Linked DNA regions of Zea mays: region 1 is linked to region 2. The links are chromatin contacts, called in public Hi-C maps. All regions are on one chromosome and are shown on one strand. Each heading gives the region's core, a stretch centred on a gene start, on an enhancer-like site or on the middle of the called end of the contact. The rest is flanking DNA. Distances are from core to core; before and after follow the strand shown. Region 1 has its middle 5.0 kb from the start of LOC118472056. Region 2 holds the start of LOC100217215 (Pre-mRNA-splicing factor 3).

Evidence for each region. A called contact is a pair of places that touch in the nucleus more often than the background predicts.
Region 1: a contact with region 2 is called in a Hi-C map of tassel, with 3 times the contacts expected there. The contact joins the enhancer-like site here to the promoter of LOC100217215 in region 2. A contact is called at or near these places in 2 of 25 Hi-C or Micro-C datasets (ear and tassel).

What each region holds. Positions count from the first base shown.
Region 1 is chr5:143,644,658-143,649,539 of Zm-B73-REFERENCE-NAM-5.0, forward strand. No RefSeq gene overlaps it. Among protein-coding and RNA genes, the nearest start is that of LOC118472056, 5.0 kb to the right of the region's middle. Within about 2 kb of position 1,689, at least 16 of the 20 cell types and tissues checked have an H3K27ac peak or open chromatin away from gene starts, as enhancers often do. A contact at or near this core is called in ear and tassel, where this site is marked.
Region 2 is chr5:143,083,442-143,088,297 of Zm-B73-REFERENCE-NAM-5.0, forward strand. It overlaps LOC100217215 (Pre-mRNA-splicing factor 3), which reads left to right and starts at 3,085. Exons shown (of 6, transcript NM_001359704.1): 1 at 3,085-3,846. The coding sequence starts at 3,190.

The DNA of each region.
Region 1 (4,882 bases), core at 439-2,938, 560 kb after region 2:
TGATGACCAAGATGTTGAGAAAGACTTAACCATAAAGAACAACTTTAAACACATGACCGACTTAGTAGATTGATGTTCCATGAATTAGATATATTTAAGGAGTAGGCACATGGCTTAACTCTATCATCAAGTCTATATTCGTTGATATGTGCCAACACATAGCCATTAGTAGCCCCCAACATCTTAGGTGCAACATGACAATCAAAATGACGGAAGCAAAAAAACTCAACATAAAGAAATCTTAAACATAAAAACAACTTAGTTGTTCATGATTTTGCCATCATTAAGTGATATACAATAAGTACCAAAGTTAAAAGACTCAAGACTAACCCGTTGGACAACTCGGTCCGCGAGAAAAATCGTTCTTCTCCAAGATGGTGACACCACGTAATATTTGTAGGTAAATCCTAATAGAATAGGTCATCATCTTGTAATAGCTGCGCACTAACTCCTTGTTTATTTGATTTATTGCTAGCCTAGAATCCCTTGGAACTTGGATCCATCATATGCCAAATACAATGGCTATCCTTATATTAAGCAATAATGTTTTGTATCCTACAATGTAGTTGGAGGTAGGAAAATGCATCTATAGTCTGTATTTGAACTTCTAACCTTTGGAGGTAATAGTTACCATGGTCCACTAATGGTTTGGCCAAATTCGAACCCAAACCAAAGTAGAAAATGGGCTCAAATCTGAGTTTTGTCATAGTCGAGACCGAAGTCGAATTTGAGTCATAGTCGAAGGTGGAGACGAATCCAAATCCAAGTCATACACAAAGGTGGAGTCAAATCCAAGAACATGTCATAGCTGAAACTAGAGTTGAATATATGTCCATGTAGGAGTCAAAGTTGGAGTTGGATCCGAGTCCATGTAGGAGTCAAATCCTAATCCAAGTAGAAGATGAAGTTGGAGTCGGTTGAACCCAAGTAGGAGTCGAATTCTAATCCAAGTAGGAGACGAAGTTGCAATAGAATTTGAGTCTAAGTAGGAGTCGAATCCTAATCCAAGTAGGAGACGAAGTTGGAGTGTAAGAGACGAAGTTGGTCAGCATATAGGTGGTGAACTTCATGGCTACCATCAACTCTCAGTTGATCTGTGCAACTCCTACCTAGCGTGCCAGCTGTCAAGGAATTTTCAGCTTTGAATTTATGGGTAGGTTGCGAGATCGAAAGTTGAAGGTAAAACGCGAGATACACGAAGATTTAGACAAGTTCAAGCTCTCGATGTGAGAGAGTACCATATGTTTTGTATGGGGTGGTGTTGTATTCTCTGATGAGATGAGATCTGATGCCCTTAGGAGGGCTCCTTTGCCCCTCTTTTTATAGTTCGAGGTATAATGGTTACATGATGGTAGAGGTGTACATTTAGGCTAGGCTTGGTGGGCTAGTACGAAGCACATAAAAAAACATGGCACAACATAAAATAATTTCGGGTCGGACTGACCTGGCCCTATGTTTGAGATCGTGTTTGGGTCGAGAGAACAGCGGGCAGGAGCCCGGCCTGTTTATGTAAGCACTAAACAACCCGTTTACATGCACAAAAAACATGTAAATAATTTAATGCACAATTTACACCCCTACCCGTTTACAGGCCGTAGGCCCAAAATGCAAGCTGGCCGACCCGATGGCCGATTCCACCCAGCCGTGAGCCGGCAGCCGCTGTGCTGTAAGGCCTATCCCCTGAAGCGTAAGCCTGTACGACTGTACCAGTGCCCAACAGCAGAAGGCCCAAGCCAAACCCAAAGAACTCAACGTCACCACCGACCCAAAGAACTGCCAAATATCTTCATTATTTTGGGTACATTACATATAACTTCTATCTGCTACTGAAGAATTATGAGAAAACATTATTTATTAATAATAAAATATCTTACTTATTTGTCATAATCATGTGATTTCATTGATCACTGACGTACATTATTAGATAGATATGTTATATATAGGTTCAGAGGACCAATATAAAACCATATCTAAGAGAAACAAATTAGGCTTGAAAAATGTGACGGGTGGCTCTAGTATCTACCAAAAAACAAAAAGGTGAGGGGTTTCACCAAGGACTTATTCACGCGACAAATGAGGTCTATCACCTATGCCCATGGTTAAGCCATATAGTAAAGCCCATTGACATGACTTAGACGAAAAGTGATGGGCCATGTTAAAGCCCATCGCTCCTGTTTTGAGTAACGGGCCGCCTGTAGACCTGCGTCACTGTTGGTGAATTCAAATGTGATAGTGACAAGAGAATGTGCAACAGGAAGTGTACATGATTGAAGATCGGTATAAGCTCCATGAACGCTCGTATCGGGTCATTATTTTGAGGTTCTCACAAGGTGATAACAACAACATCGTGTAGATTATATTTATTTACTAGGGTCGTGCCCCTACACGAGATTTTGTTTTCGTATTTTCCTTTTTTTTGTCACATGCATGCGGCTTACATTTTATAGTTGTTTTTAATAATCATGTTGTTGGTAATTCGGTACAAAAATGTAAGAAAAAAAGGTATACCACAAAAAACATAGACTGCTGCTTGACAAAAAAAAACTAATAAAATGCTAAAACAGTACGTTGTCCATTTGTGCAAAAAAAAATGCATGAGAAAATGTCAAGTGCTGTATATACGTAGAGTATCTCTTGTAGTGAGCACCTAGTGAACTTGTGTGCCAAAAGGCCCTAGGTACACGCGTATTCGCTCCAGTGTACTATTAGTTGTTGTTTAGGACAATAACATGGTCTCTAAAATATAAATTTGACTCATGCTTATTTGTTAAAGTATATATAAAGTCTTAATATATTTAGACTTTTTATAAATGTACTTATGTTGCTGTCTTAAACCACAACTAAGAGGCGGTCAGGGTCGGCTGGGGAGGGAGATGGCGGCAGTACCTGCATGTTTGTATACGTACTGAAAGAGAGACAGGTACAGCACGTACATATACATAATTGTTCGTCAGCCAAGCATGGCAAATGTAGCGCAGGAACTGCAATTCTGTTCCGTGTCTACCGGCGAAAATACAGGAGGCCTCTTTGTCGTCTAACCGTTGTTGGTTTCTTCCCCTGACGGATCTTTCTCCTTCCCTCCGATCGGGCCCTGCGCTGCATGCACCAGTCACCAGTCTGCCATCTGCTGAAACCTGAAACGGTAGTACACCCACATTGACGACGACGCATGCAGCTGACGACCCTCATCTCCCGTGCATGAGCCCCATGGCTCTAGCCTATAGCTGTAGGGCTACAAGGCTAGATAGAGAGACCGCGAAAGAGGTAGTAGGGTGCCAGTTGAATGTGCAGGAGAGGCAAGATATATCATATATATTCTCCTTCCTTTTCCCAAAATGGATATTTTCCAGCAGTCGTGCACTGATATCCTAGTTGCAGCTAAAAGATCTATGTGAAAGAAGGATACAAAAGAGAGAGCCAATAGCTAAACATTAATATTTGTACCTATATATTTATTTAAACTTTAGATATTCTTAAAAGTATTGTATATTTAAAGACAGAGGTAATAGCCAAACGCATGGGGCTGTTAATTTTGTTTTGTGGCATTATTTGCATTTGCTCATCTATACTACTTATTAAGAAGGTAAGAGTAGTCTGGCGTTCTGCCCTCCCCCGTGTTCTGCCGTTCTGCCCTTCCCCGCGAAAACTTTGGATCTATTGAGTAGAATGTCTAGCCTTCCACTCTCTAACCAACGTGACTCATGTTGAATTGTGTACAACTTCAACTAAGACTTTATTTGTGTTTAACCCGCCGTCCACTCTGTATGCTCACTGAGTCTAGAAAAACATTTATAGCTTGGTCCCTGATCTTTCTGGAATTTGGGACGCAGTCCAGGAAATAAAGAAAATAGGGAAAAGGAGTTTAGAAATTGATTTTTAGTTTAAAAATAATTGCATAAACCCATTTAATTCATGGAAATTTCATATTAAATCCAAATAAGTTCATTCCAATTTCTATAATTCTATAATATTATTTTTTATCACATAATACCTCTGTTTTGTCATGAAAACAACAATAAAATTGATTTCCTAATTAATCCTATATCAAATACATAGAAACTTTGGAAATTCGTAACTTCCCTATTTTAATTCTAAATTGAACTGTTTCAGTTGTGTTAGTCTCGTATGAATATTTACTACGCAGTAACAATATTGATTATACCATGTTTCATACTTTTATAATTAGATATTTATTTATCCTATGTTAATTGGGTTAATCTATGTATATTGGACTAATTTATTTAATATATTAATATAGTATTCTAACTTTATGGTTATACGATGTTTGACCATTAGTCTTGCAAACACACACACTTACCTTTTTGTTTAAGCAAAAGCGTATGGTGGTACGTGTCCGATGACTAACGATGTACGAGGGAATTTCTTCCGGTATGTGTGAAACGTGCTCTCCAATAATGAGACCATGCAAATCGTGACATATATCGAAGTCTGCATGATACTGATGGTTGCAATGTAGTGGTGAAACAGATAGATTATAAATAACAAAATTTATGTATGGCCAGAATCACAAATTGATTATGAAACATTTTCTCATAACGGTATAACACATATTTTGTATATAAGTTATCGTAGTATACTGGTATTATATATTCCCGTCACTACACGACGGTTCACTTACAGCGACCTACGGTTGGTTGCTAAAGCGGCTTTTAGAGACCTACGGTTGGTCGCTAAAAACCTTTAGCGACCCATAAGGATGGTCGCTGTAGGTGCCGTCGCTAAAGGCTTTAGCGACCGACCGTCCGTTGCTAATATTGTATATTTAGTGACCAACCGTGGGTTGCTGTACTACAGATTTAGCAACCAACTGTAAGTCGTCATACTATATATTTAGCAACCAACAGAAAGTCGCCCTTGTTAC
Region 2 (4,856 bases), core at 1,835-4,334:
GAGACCTAAAAAGGATGGCATGAACAAACACCAAAGTTAGATGCATTGAAATTTAATTTACAACAAGCAACCTCAGCTACGTAAACTGAAACAGTGTTGGGAGTCTGGGACGATGATGCCTAGGGCTGGACGAAATACTCATGGCTCGATAACTCACTCAACTCGGCTCGTTAGTAGCTCGGCTCGTTTTAATTTTGTAGCGAGCCAAGGTGGCATTCTAGCTCGGTTCTCTAATGAGCCAGCTTGGGTTACCTCGTGAGCCAAATGAGCCAAGCCACAACACAAGTTTGTCTAGTCGTTGGTGTCGTCTCATCCCTCATAGTCTTGTCTTCTCGTAGTTATAATTTGTGATATGGACATGTGTGAGTGTGCCATGTGCTTAAATATTTACATTATTGCATGGCTACATACCTACATTGCATGTTTAATATTTGATTATTGGTTATGGTTTTACGAACTTTGTTTTCTAGCAGCATATGATGTTAGTGTTGTGCAATGAAATGTTACATATTTGTGAAATGAATGATGAATTGCTTTATAATGATACTTGTTGCTATCTTATTATAATAAAAGGGTTTGTAAATATGTAAGTTAATACATATTGCTAAAATTTTAAAGGAAGATCTTTTAAGGACTCAGAGTAGAACATGAGCCTTTAGAAAAGATTGGGCTATTTAAGATAATATATTATCTAGATCTGATTTGTTAGAAAATGAATATGTTGCTTTGTCTCTTGCTGGAACTAATATTTTACAACATGTACACTAAAAAGAGAAGAGTGTGATAGAAAAGAACATATAATTGTCTTAGGTAGAAGTTCTTTTGATGTGCTAAATTTGCCCATTAATAATGTTAATAAATCTATACTAGAACCTTTTATTAAAAGTAGGTTGTAACACCTCCAGTGTTTAAACCATAATAAATCATGAGAGGAGATTAGCAAGGTTATAGTGGAACTTAAAATCTCTCCAAAAAATTATCCAAAATCGTTAAATTCGGCAGACGAAAGCATTATTGCAATTGATGGACATCAGGTTAAAAATAAGAAGGTTAGTTCGAGATCAAAAATAAAAAATCACACAAAATGACACACCTTAATTTGCAGCGATGATTTTATTTTAAGCAAGCGACAAATATAAATTTACAATGAAACTTAATTTTGATTTTTTGGCCCGAATAAAAGCGACAAATAGTTTTAAAACGAAACAACTTGCATTATTTAATTTTGATTTGAACTACGAGCATTTAATTCAGAAACATGGACAAATTTAAGCCAAACCATTTTAAAAATAGAACACGAGATTTTTTTTGGGAAAGTCGATTTGAATTTCTGTCGAAATTTTTGTATTTCTTGTTCGTCGCTATTGCGAGTTATTTGATTCGAAAAAACTTAGAAAAAAATTAATTTATATTAGAGGGTTTTAATCTTTATCTATTTATTTCCATCTAGCATGAATAATGCTAGAAAAAACAAAAAATATCAAAATTTAAATAAAAAAGGAAAAAAATATAAAGAAGCTCACGCACGCAAGCAGCTATTAATATGGTTATGGAGCTACTTTCAACCTTCCAAGGATACCAACCCAAAATCAAAACAAACAGAGATCTCTTGAATTGCATGCAACTAGACGACAAGCCATGATTTGATTATCCGAAAAGGTTCATCAAGCTTAAAGCACAAGTGACCAAATTCCAAAAAGCAACTATTATGCAATAGTAATCTAGGGCTTATACATAGACTAATGTGCATTGCATTCCATTAGATTACCTCTAGAATATGCAAGCAATGTATTTGAAGTAACGAACAAATATGCCAAGTTGGATGTGGATTACCGAAGGTGCAAGACAATACATAATTCAAATATGTAAGCAGAGAAACTACATAGGCAAACACATTCCCATGGTACAATTTGATGAGACTCATAGTGAGAGTGATAGTGAGGGTGAAGAGGAGACCTCTACTAAGGAACACATTAAGCTATCATAAGAGACTCATTTGTTCTTGAACAAGAAGAGAGAATAATACAAAGAATTGTGCAAGAAGCACAAAGCTTTTGAGCAATCCTTTGAAACTTATGAGAAGTTGAAAGAAGCTCATGCCCCTCTTCTTGAAATAGTAAGTATAGGTGTTACAAGTAATATTCTTGATGATACTATTTATACACAAACCTGTACTGCTCCTACTAATACTCCTTGTAGAAATACAAATAGTTTCACTAATAATATCTCACTCGTGGTTATAAGGCATGCTTGCTAAAGTGCTTGCATAGACAAAAGTTTTATCTCAACAAAGAGGGGGTTAGGCTACACCCTTAAGGTTGTCAAGACGATCTTCGTAACTCACAAAACTAGTTTTATGAAAGGGAATGATCATTTTGCTTAAAATACAAGTAAGTTGGATATTTGGAGCAAAATTTCAAGAACAAGAACAAAACCACATCTTCTATTAAATTTGATTCCTATTATTTACTTACAAAGGGGTGTTAGGGTATGGACACTAAATTCATCGGTGCACCTATTGTTGCCCTAAAGAAGAAGACAATTTGGGTACTCAAAAGTCTTGCAACTAATAACATTGGAGGACCCAATTAAGTTTGGTTACCTCAAAATTGATTTTATTTATAGATAAATTACAAGAAGGAAGAAGACATCGATTGATTGGCAATGTTTAGTTCAATTGATTCAAGCGAAAATAATAAATATAAGAGTATAACATTATCTGATAATGGTAAAGGCCCTCCTAAATTTTAGAAACTAAACTTGAGTTCCTATAAATCCTATTTGAAAGATCTATTTTAGTTATTCTGTTTGTTATTTTAGGGAATTTTAGTGACTAAATTTTAGAAGGCGAGAACCAAACACCCCTAAAGTATGGGTAAAATAACAATAATCAGATTGTACAACTGTTTTGTAGAAAAATCTAGCGAAAATAGTCAGAATTTCGTATGGGAGCGCAAACTCGATGCTTGCCTCGTAGAGTGGTCCCAAACATTCCTCCACCGACACCAGCCCACTACATACCGGTAGGCCCGATCTGGTTTATACGAACGTAACACCGAGGAACTACGATCCCCAACGGCCCAATTCAACCCGCCCCACGCGACGCCGACCGCAGATCCTTCATCTCTTTCCTCCCTCGTAGGCGAACCCGACTCAAACCCTAGCCCCCTCTCCTTGCCATCCCCGCCCATGGATCGCGATCGCTCCTCACGGCGCACTCGCAACGACGACGGGCACCACCGATCCCGCGGCCGGGACGACGACCGGCACCGCCGCCGTAGTCGCCACGACACCGAGGATCACCAGCACGACGGTGGAGACGAGGACCGTCGCCACCGCCGCCACCGCGACAAGGACGGTGGCAGAGGCGGCGAGGATGACCGCCGGCACCGTGACCATCACGATAAGGACGACAGCCGTTGCCACCGCTACCGTGACGGCGGTGACGACGATCGCCGCCGCGGGAACCGACGTTCCGTTTCCCCGTCCGAGTCCCCGCCACCCTCGGCGAAGCGGGACCGCTCGTCTAGCCGCCCCCGGGAGCTTGTCGAGCGCCGCGACTCCACCGACCGCGAGCCGCGGTCGCCGTCGCGGAAGAGAAAGGGGCACGAGGGCGGTGGCGACGGGGACGAGCCCGGCCGCGAAGGGGGCAAGCGGGCCAGGGCCTCCGTAGACCCGCCTCCACCCAAGGAGGAGAGGCCTAGGCGGGAGCGCCGGAGGTTTGAGGATGTCGGTGCGAATGGGAAGAATGGTGATGTGAGTAAGTCGAGTAAGGAAATCTCATCTCATGGGCAGAAGGGGGAGTTATCAATTAACGGAGATTCACAGAACGGCAATGGGCCTAATGTAAGTGTTATTACAGTTTCTGAGGTCCGTTTGTTTTGTTCTCATTGATTACTGAAGCTTGGGCAAGTAGAATGCTTATGATTGCTAGTATAACCTTTTTGTCAAGTGAGCGATGGTTGTACACTTGTACACTACTAGGTTCTGGGTTATGGAAACCTGGAGAAATGGAATGGGTAGATTGCTGTACTTTTTTAGTTCCTGGCATATCAGTTCATCATCTATCATCTGTCTTGAAAATGTTGAAGAGCTTAAAGTCTTTCTGCAGAATCTGTGTTTTAAGGTTCAGTTCTGCCCAAGAAGTTTATGCCATCTAAATTGAGTGGTATTGCTTGAATGTCTCCTTGTGAAAATATCTTAGGAGATTAACAGTTACTGTTGCTTGATTTGAGTGGCTAATGTTATTACAATGCCAACTTTTGCCCTAGATTCAGTAAGAATAAGGCAGCTATGACAATGATCCTAAGTCATAGTTATGACTGTTTTGTGCTGTCATATGTCTACAATATGCTTTGTTTGGCGCCTGTAAGTTGTAAGCATGCTGTTATTATGCAGCTTTTCGTGTTATTATAAATACATTCTTACAAGCTACTCTTCAGTCAAGACTAATGCAGTCCCTTATTGGTTTATGTTTGCCCAGTAGTGGTGAATAGTATAGTTATCTTTTAGAGGAATTGAATGATGTTTCTAATATGAAGTTGTTTGAGGAATGTCATAACATTTTTGCCCATGCTATAATCTGCCTATTTTTTTGTAGACGCTACTTTTTGCATTTGGTTGTAGTCTCTACTCTTGCAAGGCTGTGGCATTTAAAGTGAAATGCTTAAATGTCTGTTAAAAATTTGTCATTTCGATATGCTAAGTCATATGCTGGCCTGGATTTGAAGATGCACTATTTTTTTGTGTGCTTTGGGCTATCCTGCACATTCCACTTGACCATTTTGTTAGTACTTTTTTTTGGGTGCGCTTGTTTTATTATCTGTCTTTTTAAGTGGCATGCATTTTGCGACAAA